2 separate regions of the Columba livia genome follow, and region 1 is linked to region 2. A link is a contact called in public Hi-C data. All regions are on one chromosome and are shown on one strand. Each heading gives the region's core, a stretch centred on a gene start, on an enhancer-like site or on the middle of the called end of the contact. The rest is flanking DNA. Distances are from core to core; before and after follow the strand shown.

Region 1 (7,028 bases), core at 30-2,529, 42 kb after region 2:
GTAGGTAATAGTATTTTAGCTCTGTCCAAACGAAGTTGCATCCTCTCTCACAGCTTAAGGTAAGTGCTGAGCAGCTGTGCCTGTTGCAGGGCAGAAGGCTGAAGGATTCTCATTCCTGGGCTCAGTCTCTGCCCTGTGAGAAAAGCCATGGAGCAGCAGCAGAGGGGAAGGGCCCTTAAGCTAAAGTCCTGACTAAGCAGCATTTCATACCAAGAGCTCAGGCAATTCTGAATCAGAGGCTGCTTCCTTCCTTGGGACACGATAACCCAAAAGAGGCAGGAGACAACAGCAATATTTCAACTCCGTAGTTCCATGTACCATGGGCAGGGCTGGCTGGTGTTCTGCAGCAGCAACACCCATCCTAGGCAGGACTCTGGTGTGACAGGCAGGGCCTTCGTACCAACTGGACAGGAGGAAAACATTTTTCACAGTGGGAGGGACTGAAATGCTGGAACAGAGCCCCAGTGAGGCTGCGTGATCCCCAGCCCTGCAGACCTGCAGCACTGGAAGGATGAGGCCCTGAGCAAACGTGGGAGGCAGCACCACTTGAGCGGGGCTTGGATTGGAGACCTCCAGGGGGCCCTGCCAGCCTCAATCACTCCACAAGCCTGTGGAAAAAAAACAGTCTTGTGCTGGGTTTCAAAGTACAGTTGGCGAGTCATGCATGATGCCCAACATTCTTGAATTCAGTAGGAAAACTGCCTTTGATTTCCATGGAGGTCATACGTGACCTGCTGGTGTAATTATTGCGGTGAATTATTGACAGATTGTATCACTGGGTGCAAAGTGGCATTAAACCACCTCTGTGTATGAAGTGGCCACTTGGGCTTCTTGGTTTTAATTTGCAGAAGTTGCTGGGCTCAGCAGGTCTCACTCTTCTTCTCGCTCTCTCTCATGCTGGGATCCTTTCCTTGAGTGATTGTTGCACAACAATTCTGTAAAAACAAGTGTTTGAGGAGGCCTTGACTGGATTGCACAACAGTACTTGGTCAAAGTTTTCTGAAACATTCTTGTCTGCTGATGGCTCATGTGAGGTCCAGAGCATGAGTCACGGCCCGAACATCTTGACTAACCCAGGGAGGCCATGGATCACCAGACTGGACTGCTTCCTCCTTGCCTGGCTGCAGCATGAGGAAACCCCATGGCAAAGCAAATTAATAAAACCCCATGGATAATTTAAAAACACCCATTTCACTCACACATTTGCCTTTTTTTTCCCTCCACCACTTGAAATGTCAGATACCAGCTAAAACAGTGCAAGATCCTGAGCACCAGGCTCCGGACAGAGGGACATGCTGAACGACTCCAACAGCCTCCACACTGGGCACCCAGAGCTTTACCAGGGACACCAAAACAGCATCACGTTTGTTCCAGACAGGCTGTTTCTCCATGACAGAGAGCCTCACTCTGGCAGAGCCTCAGTCCCACTGCTGAGCTGTGAGCTTGGAGAGGCAGCAGCCGTCTCTGTCCTGGGTCCTCCAGGATCCCATTGTCCTGGTCACCTCCGGGCTTGCATTCCCTGACAAAGGACAGCTGTGGTTGGGCCCTGGAGGAGCCGGGTCACCCCTATACCCCAGAGATGAATGTTTGGCAAAGTTGTTGCTGGCGAATTATATAATGTCACCAAACAGGCCAGGTGCCCCACAGCCTCTGAGCAAGCCCTGCTCTGCACCAACTCCCAGCTCAGGGATTTCCCTCCAGGCAGCTCTCAGGCAGGCACAGTAACTCACATCACTGTCAATCACCTCTGAATTCAGGAGAGCCACGACAACCTTTGCAAATCAAATCAGAGCTTTGCAGTTGTTATGCCAGAAGAGCATGTTGCATGTGCAATTTGAGAGCCTATGTAAAAGCCCACAGAAATTCAGCTGGCACTCCTTGCATTTTGAAAACTGGGATCTGCAGGTCTGATTTTGGGACTAGGCTGTGGTAAATTTTAGTCTGAGCACATTTGGAATGCAGTGATTTACCACTGTCACGGTTTTCATGGGCTCCAGTGACCAGCAGTATAATCCGTGGTTTCCCCTTGCCCCAAGGTCCAGCTGCTGACTCAGGTGTCCCAGGACACTGTGAGATGCTGGAGCGCTTCACTTTATCAATTTGTTGCTTGACCCTGGCCACTACAAAGTCTGGTTGCTCTCTGGAAATATCCAGCAGAAGATCAGTCCCAGCTTCCTTCCTTGCATGTTTCTACTTTAGCCTCATCCCCATCAGATTACTTTAGGCTCATTAACTGTGACTGTTAAAGCATAAAGATAACCTGATGAGGCCAAGGACTTTGGCAGACATATACATCTTTGTTCTTGGGGATTAAAATAATTTACAGCAAGCACAGCAGATCTAAGCTGCTGGTCAAACATACCACAACTCTAGGTCTGGCGTTGGGAACCCCAGTCCCACTGTACATGGACCCCGTGCAGTGTGATACCTGGGCACAGGTGGTGGGAGCCAAGGGAAGTACCTGGCTTGGAGCCCTACCAAGGTGGTGAGGAGGCTGGTGGGAGGTGGGCCAGAGAGCTAGTCTGGGCCCTCGTTTGGGTGGGGAAGAGAGGTGCAAGGCAGGGGGGATGTCTCCTTTGGGAGAGTGGGTGCAAAAATGGAGACTTTGGAGAGTATGTGTGTGGGAGTAGGCCTGAGAAAAAAAGAAGGTTCCTAAGTGATGCTGCCCAGAGATTGGACCCTCCTGCTATCACAGCCCCAAGGGTGACAGCCGAGATCATCCTTGGTATGACCAACATGGAGCAGGCCAGCCCTCAGGACACATGGACACCAGTGATTATGCCTGTGATGGAAATGGGACAACTGGCCTCTCTGTGGGGTGTGTCAGGGATTTACCGGCAGTGCTTCCGCCCCAGGAGGAAACTGCCATGAGCTCATTCAGCATGCAGGTGGTGGTCAGAGGAGCCAAGCAGGGTGGGGACATGTTGCCTCACAGCCAGTGTGCCCAGGGGACCCTGTACATGTGCAGGTGAGGGCCTGCCACCCAGGGCAGGGCAGCAGAAGGGTGAGAGCTGACATCCTTGCCATAGCCTGCAGCATGGGCAGGGGAAGCCAGTGTTGGGTAAGCAAGTCTGGCAGCTCCTATGGCCATGGGGGCTCCCTGGGTGCCTGTCCCACTGCTACAGCCAGGAGCAGACAGCAGGGGCACCAGGGGCAGCCCCAGTCCTGGGCATCCCTGGGGATGGGAGCAGGCTGAGGCCAGGCAGGGCAGGGCTGGAGCTGGAGCCTGCCCTGCTCAGCATCACCAGAGCAGGGGCTGACAGCCCTGGAAGGCTGACATGGGGTCCTGGGCTGTGTGCTGTGTGGTCCTGGGGAGAGACTGGAGGCAGCAATGGCTGTGAGGGCCCTCAGGGCCCTGAGAGCAGCATCTCCTTCTCCAGATCGCTACTGGAAACCTGTATCTCAAGTTTGGTCACAGCACCCCAAGTGCCACCCTGAGAGCAGCACAGGCTCCCAGCAGGAGCACACTGCCCTGCAAGAGGCTAATGGCAGCACAAGGGAGGGTTCAGCTCCGGCATGCTGCGGGTGTGCTGCCCAGGGGCAAGGTGGAGGTGCCGACAGCTGCACAGGAGCAGAAATAACCATGGATTTGGAGTCAGCTCAGTCCTGGTGTCACATGCTGCAAGATCTGCACATGACGACCTCGAAATCAAGACTGCTGTTATTCACTGTTCCTCATTCTTGGTTGTCCCTTCCTGACAAGACGTGCACACAGCCCGAGCTGGCAGATGCACAGCACTGGCTCACTGTCTGTGTGCAGATCTGGCCAGTGCACTCCAGCTGGGGCACATAGACACGGGCATTTCAAGCCCCTGAAACTGCAAGAGTGACCAGCTACATGTGATACCATTTTACCTTTGGAGGTTCATGAGTAAGACAGGAACCTTGGTCAGCTTGGCCCAGCATTCTTTTTTGAATGTTGATGAGAAGAAGCAACAGCAGCTTTGAGCAAAACCACAGTAAAACATTCTTTCTTTCTAATCAGATCTTTGCTAGGCCTCATCCCATGTTTGTGTAGCTGCAGTGGAGGTTACTTGCATCCTGCATACAGACAATCCAGTATCTGTGTTGGCAGTGGGAATTTTGCCAGAATCAAGGCACCCAGAAGACATGGATCTGTCTTCAGTTAAAGCTCCTGCTTCTTCATTATCCAATCCTGAAAAACTGTTTTCAAATTTCATTAAATGCATTTTTTTATTGGTTCAGTTTATTCTGTAGGAATTTAGGTTTGCAGGGAAATTTAAGTCTGCAATGACTGAATGACTGAAAGCATAGGTAGAAAGGAGAATTAGCAAGTTCTGTCTGCAATTTATTAAATTAATAACCTGGTGGAACCTGGAGATATGAAAAAAATAGAGAAAATGACATCAAGGTGAAAAGGGACAGGTATTTAATTCCAGCCCTTTTTTTTACTTTCAAATTTTAATCTTGTTTGCTACACTGGGCAAATAATTAAGTTCTTTACAAACACTTATTTTAAAATAATTGCACCATATCACACATGGAAATAAATATACATTTTACCAGACACTATCATACAACCAATGTGATTAAAACTGCTGTACATGTAAAACAGATGGTTAAGACTTTGAATCTGTAAGAAAAATACATTGATGAAAATGCCGATTTCAGTGGCAAACAGAAGAGAGAAAACATGTTCTTAGTGAATGTACAGGAACATCTTGTAAGGTCTGTAACTACAAGGATTTCAAAGGCAATGACATGTTGTAGACAGTAAAGCAGAGATGGAGTTCTGCTAGCAGGGCAACCCTCTGCCACTGAGTACATCAGACAAGACTCAGTTTATACCAACTGGGTGAACAGATAATGTGTAAACACAGTCTTACCTCCAGACAGCATTGAGGTGTGTGCAGACCTTTCACAGGCCTTGTGCACAGAGTTGCTGCACACCTGCTGTAATTTGTTATGGAGTAAATGTCCACTTTTCCACAAGATCTCTGGATTTTTCCCACTGTCCATTTACATTCTGCGACATCAGCTGGTTGCCAGCCAGAGGTTCTGAGGTTTGATACTTCAAGTTTTCCAGAGGGTGAATGTTCTCCTGAATGCTCCTTCTATTTCTGCAGATGAACTCTGCTGAGAAATACCCTGTATTCAGACAGCATCTACAATTAGCACATCTGCCCTGTGCCGAAGGCCACACTCTGGAGACCTTCTGAGGTCTGCAAATACCAGAGGATCTCACGTGATAAACTATCCAGCACTTCCAGGATGACAGCAAACACAAGAGAGGAGTAGCATGGCCCTTAGGGAAAGTTTAACTCTTTGACAATTGGAACTGGTGCGGTTCTGTGGTCTATTGGTTTATAAATAAAATGGAAATCTTTCTTGGTTTCACTCTTTAGCAGGGAGGCTTTGATATGGTGAGGAAGGGCATTTTTGTCCAGCTGCAGCCACTGGTCATCAACATAAACAAAGAGTCTATAGTCCTTGGGATGGGAGACTTCAAACTTTTCAGCACACAGTTGGCTCAGCTGCTCAGCCGTGGTGTCATTTCGGGAAGCAAGTGTCCTTGACTGAGCACCAATTTCCAGAAAAGAGATAGAGATGAAATCCTGAAGAGAAACATGAGTTAACATCTCTTATAGTTAACACAGTAGCTTAGGACCAAAAGAGGGAGAATTCAGCCCCAAAGCTGTAACTGCTTAGAGCTCCTAAACGCTCCCAAATATCCTCCAATGCCCCAGTTATTCTGTCCTTTCTCCCCTCTGATGAACAAGTTCTGAATCATCAAATACTTAAACTAACAAACACTTCACCAAATAATTAGTCCTGTAAAAAAAACATAAGTGAAAGTTCTTTTCTGATTTTGGTGATACCCTTAGTGAGCAGCCTGCAACAGTTCCCTTTCTCATCTCTCTGCAGCTACTAAAGAAATAGGATACACAGAAGTAAGAGAACAGAATAACAAGCCCAAAAACTCAGAGGTCTGGCCCAAAAACCCCCTGCCTCACAGAAACAGGAAAGGGCTGTCAGTGCAGTGACCCTTGTAACTCCACTGTCACCCAAACATCACCTTGAGGGCGTGTCCTCCAAACTTTCTTCCATCAGTAAGGAAGTAGAAGTTATGCTGAGGAGGCCAGTTTACTTGTATCCTGTTTCAGGCAGTAATGAGTGTTGGGATGACTTTCCCCTTGCCAAACTCATGAGGAACAGAATCTAGCTAACTTTTGGCCATAATGGAACCTGTGTGTTCAATTTGTATTTGTGAAGTTTAAAAAACTCCCAGCCTTTTTGGTCAGAAAATACCCAGGTTCCCCCACAGAAGTGAGATTTGCCAAACATTTGGACTGCGGGTTTCCAAACTGCCTTTATGGAGTATCACTGCAGATGAGTAAGTGAGCCATAGGGGTGTGGAGGGGCACGTTGGTTATCTCCACCAGGATGGGCTCACATGTCTCTGATATAACCCTGCATTCAAAGGAATGGAAAACAGCCCTTACGCTGCTGGAGGAGGTGGAATCTTCTGGGGAAATGTGGCATTTTCTTGCCCAGCTGTTTTGCTCCATGCTACGTACTCTCTATGAGCTATTGCCAGAGCAGCACTGGAGGCTGGATGGATATTTGATGCATCCCATCCACTACACACACATTCCGAGACCTTCAGGGACTGTTTTGACTACAATATGGGAAGCATATGAACCCCCATGCTTCCACAGGGATACATGGACTATGTCTCCCACTCGGGGGACTTTCCCTCAGCATTCGCGATTTTCAGCCTTCCGCTGTGGGCACTTTACAGAACCTGAGACGTGGCCTTTGCTGCCTCCCTGTGGATGACAATTTCATTGCAGGGCATCCTGACTGCCTAGTCCTGCATGTGGCCTCACCATTGCTGGAGACCCAGAGGACTCATCCCTCCTGGGACCCTCTCCCACTGGTGCATGGGGAGGTCTTCACCAGGCCATGCACAGGATAGGCTTCGAAGCCAGCCATCCGTTGTTAGGTCTGCCTTGCTGCTGGGCAGGAGAAGCCAGGCTGTGGAAGACGCCTGTCTGACCAGCCCT
Region 2 (6,209 bases), core at 2,513-5,012:
GCCAATACAAACTGTAATCCTCTAGATTACGGAAACCAATACACAGATTGTTGATGTTGTTACATCTTAAAATCTCAGTGAGAATGGTAAGGGAACTCCTGGCAGCAACCTGAACAACAATCGCTTGCAGGGAAGGAGGAGCCATCACCAAACAGGATGGGGAAACATGATGCGCAAACACAGAGTGTCCTGGATTAAGCAGTGAAATTGATACATCCACTGTAACAGTCTTGACTCCAATGTGCAGATAACACTGCTGCCAAGCTTCCGATAAAACAACACAGCACGCAATAAGCAAACAAGCAGGTGATCCAAAAATACTGCTTCTGAATTTAGCATGTCCCAGATGAGTAACTGCTGAAAATGCAAGGGGACAGACTACAACTAACTCTGAGCAGTTTAATTGTCGATGTTATTTACTTCACCTGGTTATCACCAACCAATCTGCTCCACCTTCCTTTTTACCACTGCAACAGCCCCGGCCACCCAAGGCCCAGGGAACTGGGGCAGACCACCACACCGACAAGTAGCAACAGTGATAGCACCGTCTCTTCCACGTTTTCTCAACACCTTTTCCTATTCAAACAGTCCTAAGAAGTGTTGTTTACTTCCATTTGATTAATTTACACAATTTTCCAATTATCAGACAGTTTGTCCACATGCCTTTATCTGGAAAACTAAAAAGACTAATGAAGCTAACAAAGCAGGAAATTAGCCACTTATAGAACATATTCGATTATATCGATAGCCGTGTACAAAGTTTAAGTGTTTTTTTCTATAACTAATGTATCATAAGCTACTTCAACAGATGCTATACAGAACATTTAAATGACACAGATACAATGAACTTTGAAACTAGCATGCTCAAACTCTATGTTGTAATTCTGTGTTTCCTCATTTGGCAGCTCCACAATGCAAACTCCACTCAAAAATCCTCAGAAAAAAAACAGTTAACACTAAGCAAAAGAAATACGTTCTTTAAGCATCAACCAGCAAGGCCATATTTGAATTAATATTATTATTAAACCTTATTGAAAAATTACAGACCCAGATATATAAAAACATTTACATTGTTGGAAATTATCCCTTTTTATGTCTAAAACTTTTTAGCATACTTAATGTGGGAAGTAAAAAGCTGGCATTTACTATGCTTTACTCACTCAAAGTACTGAACAAATAATAAAGTATTCTAACTACATTATTAATAAACACAACCATTTCCTTCAATTTTATGGAATAAACAACAGCAAAGCAGCACAGCAACAGCAACGACTGGACACTTCCCAGCCACATTCTCCTTGACATTGACTTGCAAATAGCCCCAACTTTTGACCATCTGGCCTGGAGGATCTTGCAGGCATCTGGATTTAGACATCACTAACAAACTACTTCTGGCAAACCTGAAGGCTTTGTCTATGTAGCTCTCTCATGCTTGTAACTCTACAACAGCCTATCCATGTCCAACTCCCCACTCTGCAGGACAAGCAAGTTTGAGAGCTTGCCCCTCTCCCACAGTGGAACAGAGAAAACCTCACATCAGCTCACACAGTGCATTGAACAACAGCCAACACCATCTACCAGCTGGTCAAAGTCACTCACTTGCCTACACAGCAACAAGAGGTAACAGCCCCTGATAGATCAAATAAATGCAGCAGCTCTAGTGCTTCTACGTAGGGATGTACAGGGGCTGATGAAGGTTAGGTCAGCACAGGGAGGTCAAGGTAAGCAGTAGCAATGAGGGAGACTGAGAACACAAAAAACATTTAGGTATTAATTATGCAGCTTGTGCAATTAGTATGGTATCTAAGATTATCCCAGTGATGAAAAAATGTTAAGGACCCTGTTCTACTCCACATGTTTGACATACGACTACCACTAAATGTTTCATGAAGTGACGGCAAATTGATTACCTAGCCTTACCCTAGACATACTTGGGTTTTAAATATCTTTAGGTTCAATACTATTTAACTACCATTGCCTTGGCTCCTGATGGCACTATCTTCAGTAGTTTTTGCACTCTGTGTACTGGTAGACACAGAACTAATGCTTGAAGTCCGAGAGCGATTTTGAAGAGCAGTTGCCTTGCTCTTCTCTTTTTTGGAGTCCATCCTTCCATTAGGCTCTTTCTCTGAACTGTTGAGAAAATCAAATAGCAAGTCATCATCAGGTTCTGACTTTTTTCTTCTCACAAAATGTGAGGAAGCTCTGGGTATGGAAGCAGTTTCTACAGAAGGAACTTCTGAAGATGTCCTACGTGCTGGTTTAATATTTGCTGTTCCTGCTAGGATTGTGGCCTTCTGATGCTTAATATTATCAGCTGCTGAGGAGATGTAGGCTGCTTTGGATGACGTCTGATATTTCAGTTCTCCAGTATGCTGGTGCAATTCAGAATATTCATTGACAGAGTCCAAATTCTTCTTATTATCATAAACTGCACTGCTTGCTGTGTCTTTTTTGCTCAGAGCGGATGCAGCTCCTTGATCAACTCTGTTGAGTAGATCTTCTGCCTTTCCAGCAAGATCAGCAAGCCAAGACATGATGGATGTCTGTCGATAAACTCTACAAAATTAATATTTCAGGAACATATGCTGCAAAAGACATAGAATGATTACAAATCAGACTGGTGTTGATAAGGCAAGATGTATGGGTTACCTAAACAACTGTTGTGTTAAGCTATTACTGTTGTAATTACTTTAATATTTTCATTGTTTTAGTAACTGGCGGAAATAAATCAAATCAGTTTCTCAGGAAACGAGACAAAAACAAGGCTGAGCAATCAGGCCACCATCTCTGCTTCTGGCATCAGCACCTGCTACTGAGTGTCCAGTCTGCTAGCCAATCTGAGAGAATAATAAAAAATAAAGTCACCTTAAACCTGACAAAACCAAACTCAGTTGGAGGAGGAATCATAGAACGTCCTGAGTTGGAAGGGACCACAAGGATCATTGAGTCCAACTCCTGTCCCGGCATATGACAACCCCACAGTTCACACCATGTGTCTGAGGGTGTTGTCCAGTCTCTTCTTGAACACTGTCAGGCTTGGGGCTGTGACACCTCTCTGGGGAGCCTGTTCCAGTGCTCCACCACCCTCTGGGTGAAGAACCTTTTCCTAATGTCCAACCTGAACCTCTCCTGTCACATCTTCCTGCCATTGCCTTGAGTTCTGTCACTGGTCGCTAAAGAGAAGAGTTCGGTGCCTGCCCCTCCTCCTCCCCTTGTGCGGAAGCTGTAGCCGCAATGAGGTCTCCTCAAAAAGCAGACAGATGCTTATTACAGGAACAGATAACAACAAAGCCTAAGATGTTTGGCCTGCAGATTCGTATTCCGTATCAGACAGAGGAACTTCCCACACGGCAAACTTGGCAGACTGCTGCCCCTCCTGTGACACCAACACAGGGGACCGGTGCGGGCCTCCACCTGCGCTCCCCTCCCCCCTCACCACAGCCAACCGTCCCGGTTCCACCTGTCCCGGTACCACCCCCCGCCCCCACCCGGCGGCCCTCAGGACCGGCAGAGGCTTCAGCACAACCAAACCTCACCTCCTCCCAGCGCGGGAGCCCCTCCCGGCCCGAGAGGAACCGTGAGGCGGGTCAAAGGGACGGGGGAGCCAGGCAGCAGCAATCCCTACGAGGCCCCACACCGACCTCGGCTGTGCAGCCCCATCTTCCGGCAGACGTGGCCGACTTCCGGGACACGGCGCGCATGCGCAGGAGGCGGCGGGTGTTGCGTGAGGTGGCACTGGGCGTCAGCCCCGACCCTCCCACCGGGCGGGGGCGGGGCCGAACGGTCACGCCCCCCGCCCCGGTGGGAGGGGCGGGGCGGAGTCTGAAGGGGGCGGGGTTGAGTCTGAAGGAGGCGGGGCTGAGGCTGGAGGAGGGGAAGCGGTCGGTAAACGCCTTTCAAGGGTTGGCGGTCCCCACGTCCCTGCACTTCTGGCTTGTGGTGGCAGGAGGAGCTCCAGCGCCTCAGAGAGACGGGTCTTCGCCTTCACAGAGTGCCCCTCGCCTGCTCCAGGGGCGGGAAGCTCTTCTTGTTCGTTCTTCTCCAGGTCGGGATATCAGACAGTCGTACAGACTTAGTGGAAAAAAAAAAAAATAAAACAAAACACAGAATCGCAGAATGTTAGGGATTGGAAGGGACCTCGACAGATCATCTAGTCCAATCCCCCTGCCAGAGCAGGAACACCTAGATGAGGTTACACAGGAAGGTGTCCAGGCAGGTTTTGAATGTCTCCAGAGTAGGAGACTCCACAACCCCCCTGGGCAGCCTGTTCCAGTGCTTTGATACCCTTACTGAGAAGAAGTTTCTTCTCATATTTAAGCAGAACCTCCTGTGTTCCAGTTTGTACCCACTGTCCCTTGTCCTACCATTGGTTGTCACCAAGAAGAGCCTGGCTCCATCCTCCTGACACTCACCCTTTATATATTTGTAAACATTAATAAGGTCACCCCTCAGTCTCCTCTTCTCCAAGCTAAAGAGCCCCAGCTCTCTCAGCCTTTCCTCATAATGGAGATGCTCCACTCCCTTCATCATCTTCGTTGCCCTACGCTGGACTCTCTCCAGCAGTTCCCTGTCCTTGTGGAACTGAGGGGCCCAGAACTGGACACAATATTCCAGGTGTGGTCTCACCAGGGCAGAGTAGAGGAGAAGGAGAACCTCTCTCGACCTACTAACCACCCCCCTTCTAATAAACCCTAGGATGCCGTTGGCCGTTTTGGCCACAAGGACACTGGACTTCTGCAGGGTGAACTTTGGCCTTTTCAAACACCTCAGCCTTGATATTGCCAATAAATGACAGGAGTTTTGACCAGAAGAAACTACATGGGGCATTTGTTGTAGGAAATTATTACCTTGCCTATATAATAGGCCCAGACAGGATCTCTCAGCAAAGCATATTTAATTAACGATTTTGCAAGACTGGGTGTTCTACCTAATGGTAGGCACATGGAATAGGGCAAAAAGCCCCTGCTTATATTACCCCCAAATCCCGGCTGCAAATTCCCTCCCCTGTTCCCCATTAGCTGGTAATCCAGGGTTTAAAGACTACCCAATGCCTGCCTCAGTTTACCTGTCTCATTCATCTAATTCTAACAACCTCTCCCCTTATTGATTGATTTAAAATATGGATTCCTGGCTCTTTGGTTACCTTTCCCTCTAGCTTAGCTTTTTAAATACAGTAATCAGTTTGCATTCCAGGATTAGTTCAAAGAGGCTTTGTTTTACATTAAGGATTCATAGTCTGATGTCTCTCGGTCCTTGCCAACAGCTGGGGTCAGGCACCAGGTTCCCAGTTTTGTAAAAACAACATTCCTCCCTCAATGGCTCCTTACATTCATGTTCTGTTCTCCACAACTCGGGGAAAATGTGGAGGGAATAACCTCCTGATCTTCAAGGACAACTGTAATGTACCAAGTAACACGGGGACCCAGATATGACCCCCCCACCCTCCCTCACAAAACAAATATAAATAACGAAAGGTGTCCTTTTAACCTCCTGGGTTCAAAAATATTTTATCAGAAGCTTTAGTGTCCAGGCTCACCCTTATCCTGTTGCAACAGTCCTTCCCATCGTTTGTCCTGTATGATAACACTAATATCGCCTTGTGTCTGCTGAAAATACTTGAAAGGTGCTGTGCAAGCAAAGGCAACTCTTACTTGGGTAACAGTTAAATACGTTGAGGATGTCTTAACATTTTTTTCAGATTAAGTTCACATAAGGTATCATGGTTAGTCTTAGAAGAGACATTAGTTGAGGTTAACACAAGGGCTTCCCATGTCCTTAGGGAGTCCTTTATAAGAGAATATCCTGGGACTAGTAAAGAAATAATCCAAGCTCTAAAGACACAATTTTCTCAGTTTTCAGTTTCCCTTCCACAAAAATGCTCAGGATTTTCTGAGGCCATTTCCTGATGACCAATTGTTGTGTGTCCAGTGCATCTACCACACCAGTTCAAGTGGCCCATTTCCTTTTACAAAGTCCCATGATTTAGAGGTTTGCGTGACAAAAAAGAAAAAAAAGATTGTGCTCAGCACTCTTTTTGGATAGATTTGCACTATTGGGCAAGTTTTGCCTCCACTCTAAGAATAAAAAAAGACTTTAAAACTTACTTTTGTTATGTGAAAAGTTCTAGTGTCCTACAAGGAATAAAATACTGTTCCAACAGTGAGTGATACTTATGAATATTTATCATCATTAATTATACAAAAGGA

Evidence for each region. A called contact is a pair of places that touch in the nucleus more often than the background predicts.
Region 1: a contact with region 2 is called in a Hi-C map of liver, with 4 times the contacts expected there. The contact joins the enhancer-like site here to the promoter of GOLGA5 in region 2. A contact is called at or near these places in 2 of 2 Hi-C or Micro-C datasets (crop and liver).

The regions. Positions count from the first base shown.
Region 1 is chr5:17,468,167-17,475,194 of bColLiv1.pat.W.v2, forward strand. It overlaps RIN3 (Ras and Rab interactor 3), which reads right to left. Exons shown (of 9, transcript XM_065063632.1): 9 at 4,289-5,576. The coding sequence ends at 5,268. Among named protein-coding and RNA genes, the nearest start is that of LGMN, 31 kb to the left of the region's middle. Within about 2 kb of position 1,280, at least 1 of the 3 cell types and tissues checked has an H3K27ac peak away from gene starts, as active enhancers do.
Region 2 is chr5:17,424,022-17,430,230 of bColLiv1.pat.W.v2, forward strand. It overlaps GOLGA5 (golgin A5), which reads right to left and starts at 3,763. Exons shown (of 13, transcript XM_005506135.3): 1 at 3,540-3,763; 2 at 1,973-2,588. The coding sequence starts at 2,537.